Linked DNA regions of Mus musculus: region 2 is linked to region 1. The links are chromatin contacts, called in public Hi-C maps. All regions are on one chromosome and are shown on one strand. Each heading gives the region's core, a stretch centred on a gene start, on an enhancer-like site or on the middle of the called end of the contact. The rest is flanking DNA. Distances are from core to core; before and after follow the strand shown. Region 1 has its middle 4.2 kb from the start of Gm40139. Region 2 overlaps Bcar3 (breast cancer anti-estrogen resistance 3).

Evidence for each region. A called contact is a pair of places that touch in the nucleus more often than the background predicts.
Region 2: a Hi-C map of the C2C12 cell line shows a contact between it and region 1, with 4 times the contacts expected there. The contact joins two enhancer-like sites. A contact is called at or near these places in 4 of 39 promoter capture datasets (the 3T3-L1 cell line, the C10 cell line, hippocampal neurons and 1 more), 3 of 15 datasets of contacts at CTCF or cohesin (the NIH/3T3 cell line, large pre-B cells and pro-B cells), 30 of 484 Hi-C or Micro-C datasets (B cells, the C10 cell line, the C2C12 cell line and 19 more), 20 of 115 datasets of contacts at active chromatin or transcription factors (the 230-238 cell line, the NIH/3T3 cell line, astrocytes and 11 more) and 2 of 9 other capture datasets (adipose tissue and liver).

Annotation. Positions count from the first base shown.
Region 1 is chr3:122,314,745-122,320,208 of GRCm38.p6, reverse strand. No RefSeq gene overlaps it. Among named protein-coding and RNA genes, the nearest start is that of Gm40139, 4.2 kb to the left of the region's middle. Within about 2 kb of position 2,693, at least 63 of the 459 cell types and tissues checked have an H3K27ac peak or open chromatin away from gene starts, as enhancers often do. A contact at or near this core is called in the C2C12 cell line, granulosa cells, muscle stem cells and 1 more, where this site is marked.
Region 2 is chr3:122,435,972-122,441,435 of GRCm38.p6, reverse strand. All of the region lies in intron 2 of Bcar3 (breast cancer anti-estrogen resistance 3), which reads right to left. Among named protein-coding and RNA genes, the nearest start is that of Bcar3, 19 kb to the right of the region's middle. Within about 2 kb of position 3,080, at least 9 of the 459 cell types and tissues checked have an H3K27ac peak or open chromatin away from gene starts, as enhancers often do. A contact at or near this core is called in the C2C12 cell line, granulosa cells, muscle stem cells and 1 more, where this site is marked.

The sequences.
Region 1 (5,464 bases), core at 1,444-3,943:
TGTTCACCCTGATTTTCTCCACCTCCTCGTTCTCCACTTTAAGGTTTATCTTCTCCCTGGCCTGGTGACTGTCCAGATGGGACACCTGGAGGGTTATCTCTTGTACTTTATCCAGACCTTGAATGTGGGTCATGGCACCTTGAGCCTATCTCGGTGCAGATAGGAGGTGCTAGACACAAAAGCAGAGATTCCTCCAAGGCTTTGGCAAGCACTGGGTGCTGAAGCCAAGGATACCCAGGCTGAAATGAAGTCTAAATGGTGGGAGAAGGGCTCCAGGAGTGATGGAAAGCTGTGTGTGAGGACAGGGAGGGGGACAATTGGGGTGATGGGTAGGGAGCAGTGCTGTTAGATTCTTCTCTAATGTCACTCTTACACTGTGGCCAGTTTTAGGGGGACGGAGTGGGACCCCTTGCTTGAAAGCCTATCGTCACAGCAAACAGGCTCATCGTAAGGGTATCCTCCTGTGAGAAACAGTCTTTCTGGGTACCACTGGGCATCTTTGACTCCACCCCTTTCTTGACTTCATCCTCAGAAGAGATTGTCTAAGATGAGTATGAATGAAATATTCCAATCATTTGGAAAACTGGACTCTCTTCTGGCAAGGACAATGATGAAGAGACATCTTCAATAGCACTGAATCTGAGGGGAAGGCATGGCCTCAGAGAAGCCAGTCCATTTTGAAGTCAGTCCCCAGACAGTAGAGTCTAGTCCTAGGTAGAGAGAGCCAGGGCTAGAGAGGTCATAGGAGGAGTGCCATGCCAGCAGGGTAAGTGAAGAAATGAGGTGCCTGAAAACCGGGCAGATGAGGTAACAGCAGAGGAGGAGAGTATGGTAGTGACCTCAGCGTCTGGAACTGTAGGTCTCTCGACCCAGAAGGGATGAGACCCTCAATGAACTAACAACCCAGGGAAGCAGAAGGGCCCTTGGGGCCCCAAAGGCACTCATAAATAACACCCCAGACCATAAAGGATAGCACATGATTGATGGGTTTTGACAGAAAACGGAAGCGCATCTATTCACCGGAAGAACCATGAAGGAGTGAAAAGATAAGACATAAACAGAGAAAATATCAGCAATGCATACAACTAATAAGGGATTAAGATCCAGAGACTGACTACATCAAGCGCTCCTACAAATCAATACTGAGATGAGCCTCAAACCACGGCACAGGCCTGGAATCCCAGGACTTGAGAGGCTGGTGCAGCTTGAGGCCAATGTGGGTTCTGTCTCAAAACAAAAAACAAGCAGAGGCAGAGGGATTTCTGGGAGTTTGAGGCCAGACTGGTCTGTACAACAAGTTCCAGGCTATCCAGGGCTACATAGCGAGAGTCTGTCAAGAAACAAACAAACAAACAAACACAGAAAAACAAACAAACAAAAACCCAGACAAATATGTATGTTTGTATATATATATATGTATACACACACACACACATATATTAGATGGGAACCTGGTGTGTTGTTCAGAGTAAAAGTACATTCCTTGCATGGGCAAGGACATAGAGTTGAACTTCAATGCGCCCCATACATACACATGCATACATGCACACATGTGCACACACAGGGGGTCAAAGCATGTGATCATGAACTTTGGAAGGGAAAAGCCTGGAGAAGAATCAGAGGATACACAGCATCTGGGTTGGAGCATGAGCTGGTCCAAAATGCTGGTCAAATGATTTAGGGTTACCTAGTAAAATTAAAACTATAAATACCTCAGATTTCACCTCTAATTATATACTCTAAATTGAGTTTTTCCATTTTAGTACATTGATATCTTGGATCAGATAAATTCTTTTGTTGTTTTTAAGGAGGTGTGCCTCACACAGCAGCCACGATCTGTACCCCAGTGGTGCAAACCAAAAGTGGGTGAGACATTCATCAGATTTCTCTAACATTGTTAAACCTTACCCAGGATCAGAGCTGCTGCAGTAGGCTCAGGTGCACTAAACTTCACCCCAGGTTCAAAACGATGACAGTAGGCTCACATACACTGGCAGATTTATTGAGAATGTTCAGAGAAGCATGATACAAAATTGAAACAGAAACAGAAAAATCTTGCATATGTACAGTGAGGGAGAGAGAACAAGATTGAAATAATTACCGTGAGATATTATACAGTTATAAAAATGAATGAATTTATGCTGAGACATTAGCAGGGCATGGTGGTGTGTGTGTGGAATTCTAGCAGTCAGGAAAAGCGGAGACAAGGAACCCATAAGTTCAAGGTCATCGTTACCTATGCAGGTGATGATGTTTGAGGCCAGCGTGGCATACATAGGAACTTTTCTCAAAAACAAATGAGAGAAGAGGAAGAAAGAGAGAATGTCATGTAAAATTTTAAATAATATATTATTAGAGGAACATACATCTATGGTGTAGGGTAAACTACATTCCCCTAAAGTGACTGAGATAATATTTCTGGCCTATTTCTCTTCTAGAACCTTACCGTAGTTCTCCCATCAAGGAGTGGCGGCGGCGGCGTTCTTTCCTGACAGCCACGTGGGGTCTTTGTGATTGTTTCTACTACTAATCCTACGTGTTTCTGAGACCAAGTCACAACAGCCAGTGTGACCTTGTTTTCTCTCTTGTCTTGCTCATACTTGGAATTCACTCACCACAGTGTGAGGAAGCCCAGGCTACATGAGGAGGCCCACATAGAGCACAAGTGCCCAGGGCCTAAACCCAGAGCCAGCCAGCCAGCCAGCCAGCCAGCCAGCAGTGAGTCATTTGAGAACTGGATCCAACCATAGCTGAGCTGCTCTGGCAATGATGTATTGTTATCTGTACAGAATCTTGCCCCAATTACAGAGTAGTGAGGCAAAGAAAAAAATATTGTGATTTTTTTACACCATTAACTCCATAAACAATATGCATCCGAGATAGATAGTAGACGCCCTAGTGAACATTGAGGGGTAAGAAGCAGAGCTCAGAAGCAGGGTCACAAGTTAGGGAAGAGATGGAATAGGATGGATTCGAGTCAGAGAGAAACTACCTAACATAGACTGGGTAGTCCACAAAATGACAGGACCTCCTCTGACATTTAAGAGCAATTAAACCATGGTCCGAAGCTGAAAGGAAATAGTTCTATGAATATTAAAGAGCTGGTGAAAATTCTGGTTTCCAGAGGGCAACGGCGTCCCGAGGAGAAGCACAATCCACCCGCTAGGCTTTCAGTGCAGCCCCGGTGCTCTGCCGGGCTAGAGAAGGCAGCTCTACTGCCTAGCTAACGCTGTCGGTTGTTTAATCAGCACTCTACGGTTATCTGCTGACATTTGAGAAACGGTGAAAAACCCTTGAAGGGACAAAGTGAGCATTGTGGCTCTGAGCTGCTAGGGACACTCAGGACTGGCTCTGAGCGGTGGTGGTGTGAACACCAGACACTTATCCTGCAGGGCAAGTGCTCTGTGCACGCTCACCTCCAGGAGAGACTGGTGCTGGGAAACCCCGCTTGCCGGTGGTGCCACCCCCCCCCCCTGCAGTTGGCCGTGCCTCCGCAGTGGGAATCCCAAGGCACTGGATCTGGCAGTGACAGCAAATCCCAGGTCTTCAGGAGACCTGTGCTCCACCCCAGGAACTTCTAACAGGACCAGCGTGGGAAGAGTTGGAATGGAGCAGCTGGACCGTTCTGGAACTTTAGCACATCATTTGTCCCTGTTCTTCAGATGAGCAGTGTGCCGTCGGTACCCTTTAAACAGAAAGTGTCTACACGGTGGTCTTTTCCAAAGAAAAAGCAGATAGAAAGGAAGAGAGAGAGAGAGAGAGAGAGAGAGAGGGAGGGAGAGAGAGAGAGAGAGCACAAAAGCCAAATATCGCTCTTATTATTTTCCACGGTAGGACGGGAAGCTATTCTTTCTAAATCAGGGCTGGTTGGGGGCTGTGGCAAACAGAGAACTTCTGGATGGGATCACCCATGCACACCTCATCTCCAGTCTACAGATGATCCGAGGAGACCTCACTAATGTATCCAGTCTTCTGATACAGAAGTCGCAAACCCACAATCTTTAAATAGTGTGTCAGCTAAACAATCATGTACATGAGCCACCTCTGGATACGTAGAAAGAACGATAGCTACATCCTAGGGCTGCAAAGTGAATACATTGAAATACGATCTACAATAATTAATTTGTGAATATATACATAGTGAAAAATCTATAAACATGATACAAAATAAGTCTAGTGAAAACCAGTGCTCCCAAGGATGGGTGAAATAGTATCTTCCATCCCTTGTGCTACGTTTAAAACTTCACGACAAAACACCTTCTAGGGGCTGGTGAGATGGCTCAGTGGGTAAGAGCACCCGACTGCTCTTCTGAAGGTCCGAAGTTCAAATCCCAGCAACCACATGGTGGCTCACAACCACCCGTAATGAGATCTGATGCCCTCTTCTGGTGTATCTGAAGACAACTACAGTGTACTTACATATAATAAATAAATAAATCTTTAAAAAAAAAAAAAAAAAAAAACACCTTCTATCAGGTGATGGGGGCTGCTTCTCCTCCCCTTGAACCCGAATGGGATTTTATCATTTCCCAAAGCCACGGCTTTAGGAAATGGTGCTAAATCCCCTCTGCACATGGGCTGTAAATAAGTCACAGGGCTCTACCTTGTTCCTGTATTCCCGTGGCACAGAAGTGAGCTGGCTTCCCGGTAGTAGGAAGACAGCAGGAAGCAAATGGGTTGCTAGATTAGTAAATGGTGTCTTATTTCAGAACGTGGCATTAACTAACACAAGTAATCGGAGCAAAAACACTTAAAATCTGCCTCAGAACAGGAATAAGAGTGGCAAAGCATGGGGCATTAGCATGTTATGCTAATTCGTCATTAAGAGGTCTTTGCTAGTTATATCACTTTATACTATTTGCATATATTAACAACTGCTTCATTAATGGGGCACTTAATTCCACAGTAAGGAGAATTAAGATTAGAATATACTTGTTGCAGGATAAAATATGAAATGTAAAATAGCAGAATTAAAATGAAGTGGGAATTATACGTTATCTCTAGGTCCTTGGATAACATATTCTTTTACAGATGTATATATGTATATGTGTATATGTGTGTATATATATATATGTATATGTAATCTTCAACAGCAATACTTCTGTAATCAAAATAATTCTGGAATATTAGCCCCTTATGTTTCTCTAAGGACATAGGCAAAGTATTGCATATAGTTAAGGTAGTTGTTATGCCTACCCCTCCCCAGAGCGTACACCCCTCCAAGTCAGATCACCCAGAAGTCAGTGTGAGGAAACCTTAGGCTTCCTGCATAGCTTCAAAACTCTGTCTAAAATCCTCATCTCCCTTCAACATCAGCCTCTCTGGTCAGCAGCTATGAATGTCAATCACCACGACAGACACCTGAGAGAAAGCCTTTCTGAGGAGGATGCATCCATTGGCCTTGTGGTTTCAGAGAGCCCGGGCCCGTAGACAGCTTCTCTGAGACAATGGTGAGACGGACCCT
Region 2 (5,464 bases), core at 1,831-4,330, 120 kb before region 1:
TCTGCACAGAACCCAAAGGAAGTCTACAACGATCTTGGAAGTAGGGCAAGGGTCTACATATTAAAGCCCTACATGACATCTTAGAATTAGAACTTCCTGAGGGCAGGAACCAGAAGGTTTATAAACCCAAGATAGAGTCCTTGCTTTGTGGGTGGTTTATTGATCACAAAAATTAACACATTCCTAGAACCCTGGGTTAGATTGTAATACAAGACGACTTAAGTGTCACCAGTAGGCTGAGTCTATTTACCTAAACTCACGAGCCCCAATAGGAGCAATCCTTCAGACCTGGGGTCCACCAGGTACTTTCCTAACCAACCTCTGCACCGGGGTATGTCACAAAAATCAAGGAAAAGACCCAACAACTAAGGACAAAGCCTGTTTTCCACTGGCTACCTGCTGGCTTCTGCACCTTAGATTATTAGAATCTCTTGTTCTCCACCACGACGCTCCATTGACCTCTCAGAATCTTGCCTGGGAAAAAGGGGGTGGGAGAAAGGAAGAGACAGCAACAGACTGTAAACCTACTAGTCTTCCTTCCACTATCATAGAATTGTACATTGCATGGAACTACACAGCATACTTCATTATAGCACTCAATTAGACGAGACTAATCTATACAAAAGTCCATCCTGTTCTTTTCTATTGAATTAGATGCTATCTGAGACCCCGAGTTCCTGTCCATCCTGCCGGCCTTATCTCTTCACAACGCCGATAAATCCAAATTCTCTGCACCTACTCCTCTATCTTCTTCCTTTCTTTAAATTTACTTTACCTCCTAACCACAGCTTCCTCTCCCTCCTTTCCTTCTAGTTCTTGCCCACCCACATCTACTCCTCTCCCCTTTCTCTTCAGAAAAGGGGAGGCTCCCATGGATGTCAACCGGCCTGGGCATATCATCAGGCTGCAGTAGGACTAGGTACATCCTCTCCTATTGAGGCTTAGAAGAGGAAGCTCAGAGGAGGAAAGGGTCCCAAAGGCAGACAACAGAGTCAGAGACAATCCTGCTCCCCCTACTAGGAATCCCACATGAAGACCAAGCAACTGTTGGGACAACTGTAACATATGTGTAGAGTTTAGGTCAGCTCCATGCACGGTCCCTGGTTGATGGTTCAGTCTCTGGGAGCCCCGATGGGCCCAGGTTAGTTGATTCTGTCGTTTTTCTTGTGGTGTCCTTGACCCCTCTGGCTCCTACAATCCTTCCTCCCCCTCTTCCGTAGGATTCCCCAAGCTCCACCTAATGTTTGGCCGTGGGTCTCTGCATCTGTTTCCATCAGCTGCTGGGTGAAGCCTCTGATGACAGTTATACAAGGCTCCTGTCTGCAAGCGTAACAGAGTAGGTGTCCCCAACTTTTATGACTGTTTTTTTTTCCTTTGCTCTGACACAACTACGACTCAAAGAATCAACAACCTCCCAGTTAACTTTCCTTATGAAGTATGACGTTTTTAATCTTCTAAATGTATTTATTTTACATGTATGAGTGTTTGCTTCGTGTATGTATGTGCACCACGAGCAAGCTTGGTGCCCACAGAGGTCATAAGTGGGCATCAGATCCCCTGGAACAGGAGTTACAAATGACACCATGTGGGTGCTGGAAATCCAACCCGTGTCCTCTAGAAGAGCAGCGAGAGCTATTAACCATTGAGCCATCCTACCAGCCCCAAATCGTGAAGCTTAAGAATAATTTAATGTATTCTCTGTGCCCTGTCTCTCTTACTGGACTGAGAACACACTGAGCACAGGCTCCATACTCTCCACACTGTTGCATCTCTAGGACAAGGCTGTTCAATAAATGTTGGTTTGTTTGTAGGAGTGTGTATGTGTGTGTCCTGCGCTGTGCAGAAGGCCTACACCCCAAACCTTCTCTTTCACCACATGCAGTGGGTTCACCAAGGGAAAGAGATCATCAAATAAAAGTGTCCATGGACTTAGGAGAATTCCCTTTAAGATCACTGAGCCACGGGCCTGGGACTGGGGTGTGACGGCCTCAGACAGCTCCCTCAGCAATAGAATATCCATCCCAAGTCCAGAGACTTGCCTCCTCCCCACACCACAGGCCAGATGCTCCTGAAGTGATGTTGACAGGCTGCTCCTACTCAGCTCCAGTATCTGTGGGCATGTTTAAAATGCCAGGGAGGACAAGGAGGACGAGGAGGACGGGGAGGACGGGGAGGATGGGGAGGACGGGGAGGATGGGGAGGACGGGGAGGACAGGGAGGACAGGGAGGACGAGGAGGATGGGGAGGATGGGGAGGACAGGGAGGACGAGGAGGATGTTAACTGGGGTGATAACCCAAAAGACAGAGTTTACTATGGGATAATTTCCATCTGTTGACTGAGAAAATAAGGAGAAACAGGTGTTTCATAGAGGGCAGGTGCTGCCTATGGTGATGTGCACGTGTGATCCAAGCATTTGGAAGGCTGGGAACAAATGATCGTGAGCTCAAGGCCAACTTGGGACTTTATAGCAACTCTCTCAACAAAAGAACAAATCTAGCCCTGACCTGGTGAGGGAGGTAATGACAACTTGGAGGAAATATTAGCTGTGCCCAGACTAACAAGGCTTTTTTTTTTTTTTAAATTTTCTATTCTATTCTTCTGATACTGAGATTAATTTATACTGAGAAATAATGATGGTACCAGGAGATATTATCTGAATTGGCTGTTGCAAACTTCAAAACGGATGCAGCTGTTGGCACAAGGACTGATATACAGAGATATCTTTGTCACAACAGTTTGCAAAAACAAATGAGAAGAGACTCGTTCTTCTCTGTCTCACCGTGCTTACTCATGGTGCTACTGTGTGTAACACCAGCTGTTGACAGGATTCAAGTGAGGACATTTTAATATTCTCATCGTGTTAACACATGGCACCAGAATTATCTCGTAACCAATACCAAAGGATGTAAGGCCTACTTAAAAATTAAATCAGCAGGTCTTTACAGCAGAACAGCCTGATGCTCCAGGCGAGGGAATCACCTTGCATCTCTAAGGTCAGAGTTAAAACCATCCACCATATGTGATCTGGGCAGCCCTGTCTGACAACCTCCCTTGGTCTGAATATCCGAGCTTCAATTTGCCCCTAAAATCACAGTAATGTTCTTTGACAACCATAACATGCCAGTGACTCATTCTGAGGCCACAGTGACCCAACTCCTAGGATATTTTTCAGGGCAAGCAGTTAATCTGAACCCCATAGTTTTACTTTGTAGTTAATGTTTTTGGACTTCCAGTGTAAGTCTTTGTCTTCCCCTAAAAAGTTTTTGCTAATTAAATTTGGTGTGCTGTTTCAGAATATGAGCATGCTTTTCTTTTTGTCTCATATCTGTCATCGGACATCCTTCTCAGGCCTCCAAAATTTGCGTCAGGCACCCAGGTGACTGCTAGGCCAATGCTATGGCCTAAATGACTTTTTGTAAATTGATGGAAATGGGGCTGAGTACATAAGCCTCACATACAGTCATGGAGCCTGAGTCTCTCCCTGTAAGGATGGCACCGATGGCTGGCATATGACTGCAGGCCTTCTCAGTATACCCAGACACTTTCGTCCCAGCAAGCATAAAACAATCCTGCTGACTTTATTAAAATAAAGTTCCCTGAGACATATGTGCCTCTCCAACTTGTCATACCCCAAACACGAAATCTTCGTTCTTACAGTCTAGCCACCACCATCTCCCCCAAGGAAAATCTCCCGACAAAGCCAGGGCCTCTCCCTCCTTTCTGTTCCCACTTTTCCCCTCTCGGTAACTGGTCCCCTCCCAGCTGCCCAGGTCACACCTGGAATGTGCCTCCTCCTCCCCCCCCCCCCCAGCTTATGAAAACCTCAGCACAGTTTGTACAGTAATTTTAACTCCCTCCCTTCTTTATAAGACAATAATAATAATAATAATAATAATAAACTACCCATTGGTTCTTTGCAATTTTTTTGTCATCCTAATATTCTCTGCAGTAACAGTGCTTGTGTGGTGGCTTCAGCTCCTATTCTGTCTCCGTGATCCCTGGGACCTTTTATTACTCTGGCCTCATGGATTCCAGACCAGCAATTCTGCCTTTACATTTCCCACCCGGCCCCTTTCCAGTCAGAGCAGTTCCTGAACCCACGCTGCAAGTGAGCAGAACAGAAGCCAACTATAAGGTTTCTCCCTTGCCTCCCTCTCCGGGCTCTGATTATTCCAAATGTCACCTCTGAAAGCTCCTTTGTTGCCCCTGGCCTTTTTCACAGCCCGCTAGCTCCACACTCCATTTCTTTCCAACCGGTGACACCTCTGCTGAGGTCCGGTCCTTGGTCGCATGGCCTGACCTTTCTGGGGATCCTGGTCCAAGGTTGGGATGCCACAGCACAAGTGGTAGCACAGAAGAGGCAGGCCCATAGGGAAAGGCTATCTATTAGATACTATCTCCACACCATGCTGGGGTGCGTTTGTGGGATACCTGGACAGATGTTAGGGTCACAGGTCGGAAGGATTGAGTGACACAAAGGGCTTCTGGTCGGTAGGAAGCTAGGTCAGCAAGCAAAGAGGATGGAGAGAACAGCATGGGAAAGTCAGAGGGCTCAAGAGCAGCGTCACTTGCTCTATGACCTGTGAACTCCTTGAGACAAAGACTTGGCCTCTCTATGGACCTCCAGTCCCTAGCCAATGCCTGGCATCTGATGGTGGTGGTTCAATAGGCTATGAATGAAAACAGGAAGGGACTCTGGTTGTCTGGTTCAACTCTAACTCACTCACTCTCTCTTTCTCTCTCCTAACTCACTCACTGCCCCCCCCCCCCCCCCCCCGCAAGTGAGCTCACGCTTGTGTGTGTGTGCATGTGAGAGAGAGAGAGAGGAAGGAAACCTGGACTAGAAAAAAAAATCCATGCAAGCAGACTAAATATGAGCTTCTTGCTGCCAGTGTGTGTGTATGTATATGTGCATACACATGTGTGCTATGCATATTGACCAGAAAAGCATGAATAATTCATTCCTTTAAACCAGTATATGCTGGCTGGAAGTGACCTTTTATACAGATTCTTAGATGGAAGAGACACCTGGAAGATCACGTGCCTCTCCTCCCTCTCTCTGGGGCCAGAGGGCTTTTATTTTAGTTTCTCTAAATAGTTTCCTATATTGAGCCTGCATCCACGGGACCATGCCTACCATCACTTTCAACCTTGAGCATCTTTTTTTCTACAGTCTGGAGAGACTGGACACATGTCCCTCTCCTTGGAAGGATGAGAGGACTGGGGAGTTCTAAAACTGCTTCTTTCTCTCAACGAGCCAACTTCTACTTAAGTCGGTTTCTAGTTCATCAGAAAGTGTAGCAAGGCCTGAGTAAGGAAAAAAAAAAAACCCAGTTCCAACAGCCAGCTGTGTTTCCTGTGCCCTCCACTACAGTGAATTGACACCGGAATCCAAGGTTGATGATACTAAACAGGTACTGGTGTATAAACCACCAAGCTGGGGCTAGCTTGTGCCTAGCAGAA